Regions from separate parts of the Mus musculus genome. Here region 2 is linked to region 1. A link is a contact called in public Hi-C data. All regions are on one chromosome and are shown on one strand. Each heading gives the region's core, a stretch centred on a gene start, on an enhancer-like site or on the middle of the called end of the contact. The rest is flanking DNA. Distances are from core to core; before and after follow the strand shown. Region 1 has its middle 4.3 kb from the start of Gm39429. Region 2 overlaps Gm40586 (a long non-coding RNA gene).

Region 1 (3,421 bases), core at 490-2,989:
GATCAATCAGGGCCACAAAAATGACTCGGGACCAAATTTTGTGGTACCAGTCTGTTCTCAGGGCTGGCTTATAAAGGAGCCCCACCCCACCCCCACCCCACCCCCACCCCCACCCCCACCCCTGCAAAAACCAGAATTAACTTATATGCAGGTGCAGGAAGTGCTGCCCTGTGGTCGGCCCCAACTCAAGCCATTTTAGACATAATAGTTCATATTGACCTTTAATTTGATGGGTCCTACACAAAGCTTTGTGGAATTTCTTAAGATTAACAAGCCTCATACAGAACCTAACAGGGTATGTAATCAGCATGGCCCTTCTCTGAGTTGAGTTATTTTTCTGTGTCATTGACTGGCAGGCATATTACAGCAACAATATGAAATAGCTGACAGGTATGGAACAAACTGGCCACAGCTGTGCTGGGGGGGGGGGGGGGCCTCAAGAGTAAACAGGAAAAGTTATTGGATAAACAGAAGCTCAAATCCAGCATTCCTCAGAAATCTCATAAGGCCTGATTCTCTTCACCAATACCTTGCTCCCTTAATCTGCTCCCTCAGGTAAGTGCATCTGGTTTCCAGTCATTCCAGCGGCCTGTGTCAGCCCATGATCCCCAACCTGCTGTCCTAAAATCCCCTTGCTTTTCTGACATTTGCTTCTCTCTAACCTCCAAGAGAGACATTGGCAGTTTGATCTCCCACAAACCTTTCCTTCTGCCCTAGAATTGTCCAGTCCCGTGGATTCACTGTGTGTTCACTTAGAGCAGAACTGAAGATGCGCCCAGCAGTGGTGGCGCACGCCTTTAATCCCAGCACTTGGGAGGCAGAGGCAGGCGGATTTTTGGGTTTGAGGTCAGCCTGGTCTACAAAGTGAGTTTCAGGACAGCCAGGGCTACACAGAGGAACCCTGTCTCAAATAAACAAACAAACAAACAAACAAACAAACAAACTGAAGATGCAGTCCCAGCCTTGGCTTAGGCCTTGGCCTGTGGTTGGGAGAGTCTAAGACCTTTGGCTACATAACCATGAACTGTTCCCAAGGTTGGTGGCATTTCTGTGCCATTTGAGTACTGGATGGGTGTGGTATGAAGACTTGGACCATGTATTCACAGTAACCTGTGGCTCCCCATGGCCTCAGGACTGAAAAACATGTTTGATTTTTTTTTTTTTTTTTGAAACAGAGTCTCACATAGCCTACCTAGGCTGATCTCAGACTTGCATGTAGTTAAGGACGATTCTGAACTATTGACTCTGCTGTCCCCTTCCTCTGGAGTGCTACAATTCTAAGTGAGTGCCTCGTATTTATCTTTCTTTCTTTCTTTTTTCTTTTCTTTTTTTTTTTTTTTCTTTTTGGTTTTTTGAGACAGGGTTTCTCTGTGTAGCCCTGCCTGTCTTGGAACTCACTTTGGCTGTCCTGGAACTCACTTTGTAGACCAGGTTGGCCTCGAACTCAGAAATCCACCTGCTTCTGCCTCCCAAGTGCTGGGATTAAAGGTGTGTGCCACCATGCCCCACTTATCTTTCTTTATTTTCCTTTTAATTCATTGACTTTAAAAAAAATCTTTTTTCTTAAATTACTAACTCCTCCCTCACTAAATACATTGGCCCCAGGCATCCTGAAGCCCTGACCCCTGGTGACTTATACTTCATTTCAGACGTGTGGGCCTTCGGTGCTTCACACACACTTCACAGTTTCCATGCCCCATTGCCAGCTGCTCCCCGAAGGGCCTCAGGATACTACATCCCTCTCACCCCCACCCCTCTCCACTCCCCTGTCTCTCCTGCCTACCTATCAACACCCTGTAACTCGACTTCCTAGTCTGGCAGAGGAGTGAGTCTCTTTGTGACCACAATGTGTTATTTCTTCATGCTACAGGGATGTCTGTCCCTCTGATGGTACCTGCCAGCCTCAGTCATAAGCTGGGTTTTATCTGAGTTTCCTAAAGGACTCAATGAGACAAGAGAGACCCTGTGAACACCCAATCTAACTGAACATCCTTTGTTGCTTGAAGAAAAATCCAAGACTCCAGGAGAGGGAGGCAGAACCCTTGGCCAGGATACACTGGGTGTGGCTGGGGCTCTCAAGTATCCTATGACTCTCTCTCTCTCTTGGGACAAGATGAGTCCTCAGACCCACCTGTGCCATTCAAGCCCTGATTCAGAGCTCGCATTCTGACCACTTCAGCATCAGGGACAATCATACTTGGTTGTTGGGCAGCTTGGCAGGGGCAGCAGCCCTCTGTGATGAGATGCAGTTGGCACCAGAGTGTGGGACAAAGGACTAGCTTGGCAGAGAATCAGACAGTTCCTTCTGCCACCAGCTCCGGCTTTCCGCTGGGGATACGTAAGAGGATTAGGGCTCAGAACTCTGGACAAGGGGCTTTTATTCATGGGACTAAATTTTCATTGGCTTGCAAAACCCAAGTGAATGGGGAGGCTCTGACCTGTGGTCTCTTTGGGGGAGCACGGGGAGCCCTGCCCCCATGGGATGGATAAAGGCATCTACCCCTACCACATCTGTCTAAGGTCAAAGCTTCAGGTCCCAGGGGGGCAACCTCTCCTTGCCATAAGACAGCCATTTACACTCCGGCAGGAGATTTCCCGAGTCAACAGTGGCTTATGAGGGAATCAAAGTCCTGAAATGTCAGGGCAGATGGAGGCATGTTGCCACCGTTCCATCTTCTGTACGTTTGTCCTGGAAAAATGAGTTACAGAAAGGAATTGGAAAGCCCCTCTGCTTGAGTGCCTGAGCAGGTACCAGAATGAGGAAGGGAAGGAACTAGGGCTGCCTGGAGCGGTGCTGGGGCTGCTCTGTGTCCACGGTGGGTGCTCTACCAACCCTAGCAGCCCTGGTTACTGGAGCGATACAGCATGTGCTTATGGGTAATCTTTCTCTCGGCGTCATGGCTTTGAGTGTTGGATGCACCATTTCTTGCCGCGTGTCCACAGTTCTAGTGAGCAACTGACAAACATTTGATTTGCTTCCACTTTTTTTTTTTCCGAGACAAGGTTTTTCTGTGTAGCCCTGGCTGTCCTGGAACTCACTCTGTAGGCCAGGCTGGCCTCGAACTCAGAAATCTGCCTGCCTCTGCCTCCCAAGTGCTGGGATTAAAGGCGTGTGCCACCACGCCCGGCTTTTTCTTTTAAATTTTTTATTTTTATGTGTATGAGTATACTGTCACTGTCTTCAGACACACCAGAAGAGAGTATCTGATCCCATTTTTTAAAAAGATTTATTTATTTATTTATTTATTATATGAAGTACACTGTAGCTGTCTTCAGACACTCCAGAAGAAGGCATCAGATTTTGTTACGGATGGTTGTGAGCCACTATGTGGTTGCTGGGATTTGAACTCGGGACCTTCGGAAGAGCAGTTGGCGCTCTTAACCACTCAGCCATCTCACCAGCCCCTGATCCCATTTTTTA
Region 2 (3,421 bases), core at 334-2,833, about 13 Mb after region 1:
TAGAGCTAGCCTGTACCCTCGGCAGACCTGATGTCTAGGTTCTCTCGTGTTCCCAAGCTACCCTAGGAACTGCTGAGTGGACATTTCTGAACCTGTGACTAAGAAAGTTGGTCACTGTTGATAAACAACCTAGCTTGGTACACATGAACCTGAGACTCACCAGTCTGAGGAGTCATTACCCCGGGCAGACAAATCAGTTTCCCCTGAGAACTGTCACCAGGACTCACACATCAGGAAGTAACCCAGGCTTGGCTGCACATACTGAGAAAAGTTTGTGGAAGGGGAAGCTGAAGAGTTGGATGGGGCTTACTAACAATGTTTCTAGAAATTTCCCTAGGACATCCTTTCCACAGACATTGAAGAGCCTGTCTGGGATTCCTTAGGCATGGCCTGCACTGGAATTAGGAGATTGGATCCTAAGAGAGGAATCTCCTTTCATGGGTGTATTGAGACACAGGGGTTGGGATGAGAAGTGTTGGTAGCACTGCACTGGAAAGAGGAGGCAGGCTACACCGCACAAGGTTACTCCTCAAGAGTAAGGACAAGTCCTTTCCATTAGAGGGGTTTTGTCAAGTGGCATCGGGCAGAATTCCCCACCATACTAAAGATCACAAACAAGCTGATCTGAACACTGGGAGCTTAAGTATCACCAGCGTTCCCATCGTTAGTAACCAACTGAGATGTCAGTCAATATTGTCTCCAGGAAATAGTTCTCTTTAAGTACAAGCATCTAGACATCAGCTCGTGGCATCTAGACAGTGGTTATTTCATTAGTCCTTGCGACTCCATAGCTGCACTAATCTAGCAGTCTGCTTGTGTCTCCATTGTCAGTCAGTTATCCTCAGGCTTAAAAAATTGGTATCTGGGATGGAGAGATGGCTCAGTAGTTAAGATCACCTACTGCTCTTCCAGAGGTCTTGAGTTCATTTCCCAGCAACCACATGGTGGCTCACAACCATCTGTAATGAGATCCAATGCCCTCTTCTGGTGTGTCTGAAGACAGAGACAGTATAGTCACTACATAAAACAAATAAATCATTTTTTTAAATGTTGGTATCTGTGGGCTAGAGAGCTGGTTTGGTGGTTTAAAAAGCTTGCTGCACTTGCAGTGAACCTGTGTTTGATTCCTAGCACTCATGTCAAGTGACACAACTACCTGTGACTTCAGCTCCAGGGATCTAGTTTGTGGCCCCTGAGGACACCTGTACTCATCGCCTCATGCAAGTGCGTGTACATACATACATACATACATACAGCATTGGTATCAATGCTTAATTCCACTGTCTCACACAGCAAATACCATTCCTGACAACCTAACTCTCTGGAGGAGCGAATGGGGTGAGGGGCTCTGCTCCATGAATCCCACCATGCTGGAGGGTGTGAAATCCTAGCAGCTACCATCTGCAAACCCTGGCTTTTGAGGTTGCTGAAGATATTGGAGTGGCCTACCGAGAAGTGGGAAGGTGGAAAGCCAGAGGAGATTGGGAACTAGATTTCAAATTACACATAGTCCTTTTGCCTACTTCTTCTTGGCAAGAGTTGAGTCATAAGAGGTCAGTCAGTTTGAATGGAGCCAGGCAGCTGCTCCCAGAAACAGTGCTGCCCTAGAGAGGGAGACTTCATCCCTGAGCTGGAGAGGCGGTCCTCAGCCCTGTAGGAGAGGAGGACCCCAGTTCTGCCACGTGACCATTCTTAATTGTCTGCTTTTTTATCAATGTCTTTAATTATCTTGTAAGTATCTAAAGGCTCTGCTGACACTGCTTAACAAACACCTCCTGAGTGACAGTCATGTACCTTCTAAATCTGTGAGAGCGGCTGACTGTGGTCTGAAATAGCTGTACAATCAGAGTCCTTTGCTGTCTGCCAAACTGGGCTACCAGCCCTTTGTTCTGGCTTAGATCCCATTCCCTATCCCACAGTGATGTGCAATATAGACGTTCTTTGTGCTGATCTTGGCACCAAGGGTTAGCTCTTTGATCCCCAATCCTCCCTGTCTTCCATGAGACCCACATACTGGTTTATGTAGATAATAATTCAGAGTGCAAGGACTTTTGAAAGTTATGGAGATGCCCTGCAGGAAAACTAGGGACTCTTTCAGATTTCTACTTCTGAAGGAGCATGACTGTTCATACAAGGTAGAAATGGGTCACTTTTTTGAGTGCCTTTATGTGTTCTGGTTCTCATTGCATGCAAATGCATATGTGTGCCATACCACACTCATATATACATGCAGCACCACCTATACATTGCATATACCAAACCACATATGAACATACCATATACATCTAATTATACATTCATGCCTCACATATAAACACACAGCCCTCCACACAACACACACACACATACATACACACACACACACACACATATATACATACACATACATCCACACATCAGTCTCCTTATATAGCACACACCACAGACACACATCACTTATATGACACACAGCAACAGATCTGCTTTAGGAGAAGGTATATAGTGATTTGCTTTTGTTTCTCAAAAAAATGTGCTTCATACCATATTCCTGGTGCAGGGGGACAGCTAACTTGAGAACTAATAAAGTCCCAGCTATGAGGTAAGTGTCCAGTCTAGGGCCTGAGGGATGACTGAACAGATTGCTTCTCCTCTCCTCATGTAGTCAGACAGAACAGTACTCCTGCCGTTGTATAGAGGTCCTTCCATCATTTGACAGTGGCTGGACCTGACTTTCATCATCATGGCTCAGGTCCTGAATGTCTAAAGGTGAATTGTGACTCATTATATTATTAAACGTCACAACCTTGGATACAGAATTAAAGTGCTAATGAGACCTGTAATGCATGAAGTTGTTTGGACAATGACATACACAGATACAGCATCCAAGGAGAAGCCCACACTATGCACATATCTCTATTACATGAGAACCCTAGCTCTGTTCAGTAGGACTATCTGAGCTACTAAACTGTTCCAGCCAGTTCCTCCCTGGAAATGTCTCTGTTTCTGTTACAGTTGAGTCACTGCATAATCCTTTATCTTGTTACACAAGAACTTGGAACCCTAAGAGGTGTACAGTCGAACCCCTACTTGCCTTGGTTCTTCCTTGTCTCTATCATGCTCCAGGTTTAAATGTTACCCCACAGAGTTTTTCCTCAACTGTTTGCACCTCAGCCATGCCTTGTCTCTCCTACCTGCTTGTCCCTGAGAAGTGTATCCTTTCTTCCTCGATGCAGCCAGAGTAACGTTTGTCCTCTCAGCAGTTTGATTAGCTCCTGCTTCTTTTATCTGGAGCAGCAGTGATCTGCCTTGCTGTGGTGGCAGATACAGCCCTCAGAAGGTGCTGGATAAAAGCTTGAAAGTGAAATGCTGTCCTGTTCTCAGTTCTGCCTTCTGGGGCTCTGAATACTGAGGCTGGTAGGAACGAACCTAAAACACTGCAGGA

What was found. A called contact is a pair of places that touch in the nucleus more often than the background predicts.
Region 2: a contact with region 1 is called in a Hi-C map of cerebral cortex, with 10 times the contacts expected there. The contact joins two enhancer-like sites. A contact is called at or near these places in 1 of 39 promoter capture datasets (embryonic stem cells), 17 of 484 Hi-C or Micro-C datasets (bone marrow, cardiomyocytes, cerebellar granule neurons and 9 more) and 1 of 115 datasets of contacts at active chromatin or transcription factors (embryonic stem cells).

Annotation. Positions count from the first base shown.
Region 1 is chr9:110,285,277-110,288,697 of GRCm38.p6, forward strand. No RefSeq gene overlaps it. Among named protein-coding and RNA genes, the nearest start is that of Gm39429, 4.3 kb to the left of the region's middle. Within about 2 kb of position 1,740, at least 46 of the 459 cell types and tissues checked have an H3K27ac peak or open chromatin away from gene starts, as enhancers often do. A contact at or near this core is called in cerebral cortex and cortical neurons, where this site is marked.
Region 2 is chr9:123,465,663-123,469,083 of GRCm38.p6, forward strand. All of the region lies in intron 1 of Gm40586 (a long non-coding RNA gene), which reads left to right. Among named protein-coding and RNA genes, the nearest start is that of Gm40586, 3.2 kb to the left of the region's middle. Within about 2 kb of position 1,584, at least 58 of the 459 cell types and tissues checked have an H3K27ac peak or open chromatin away from gene starts, as enhancers often do. A contact at or near this core is called in cerebral cortex and cortical neurons, where this site is marked.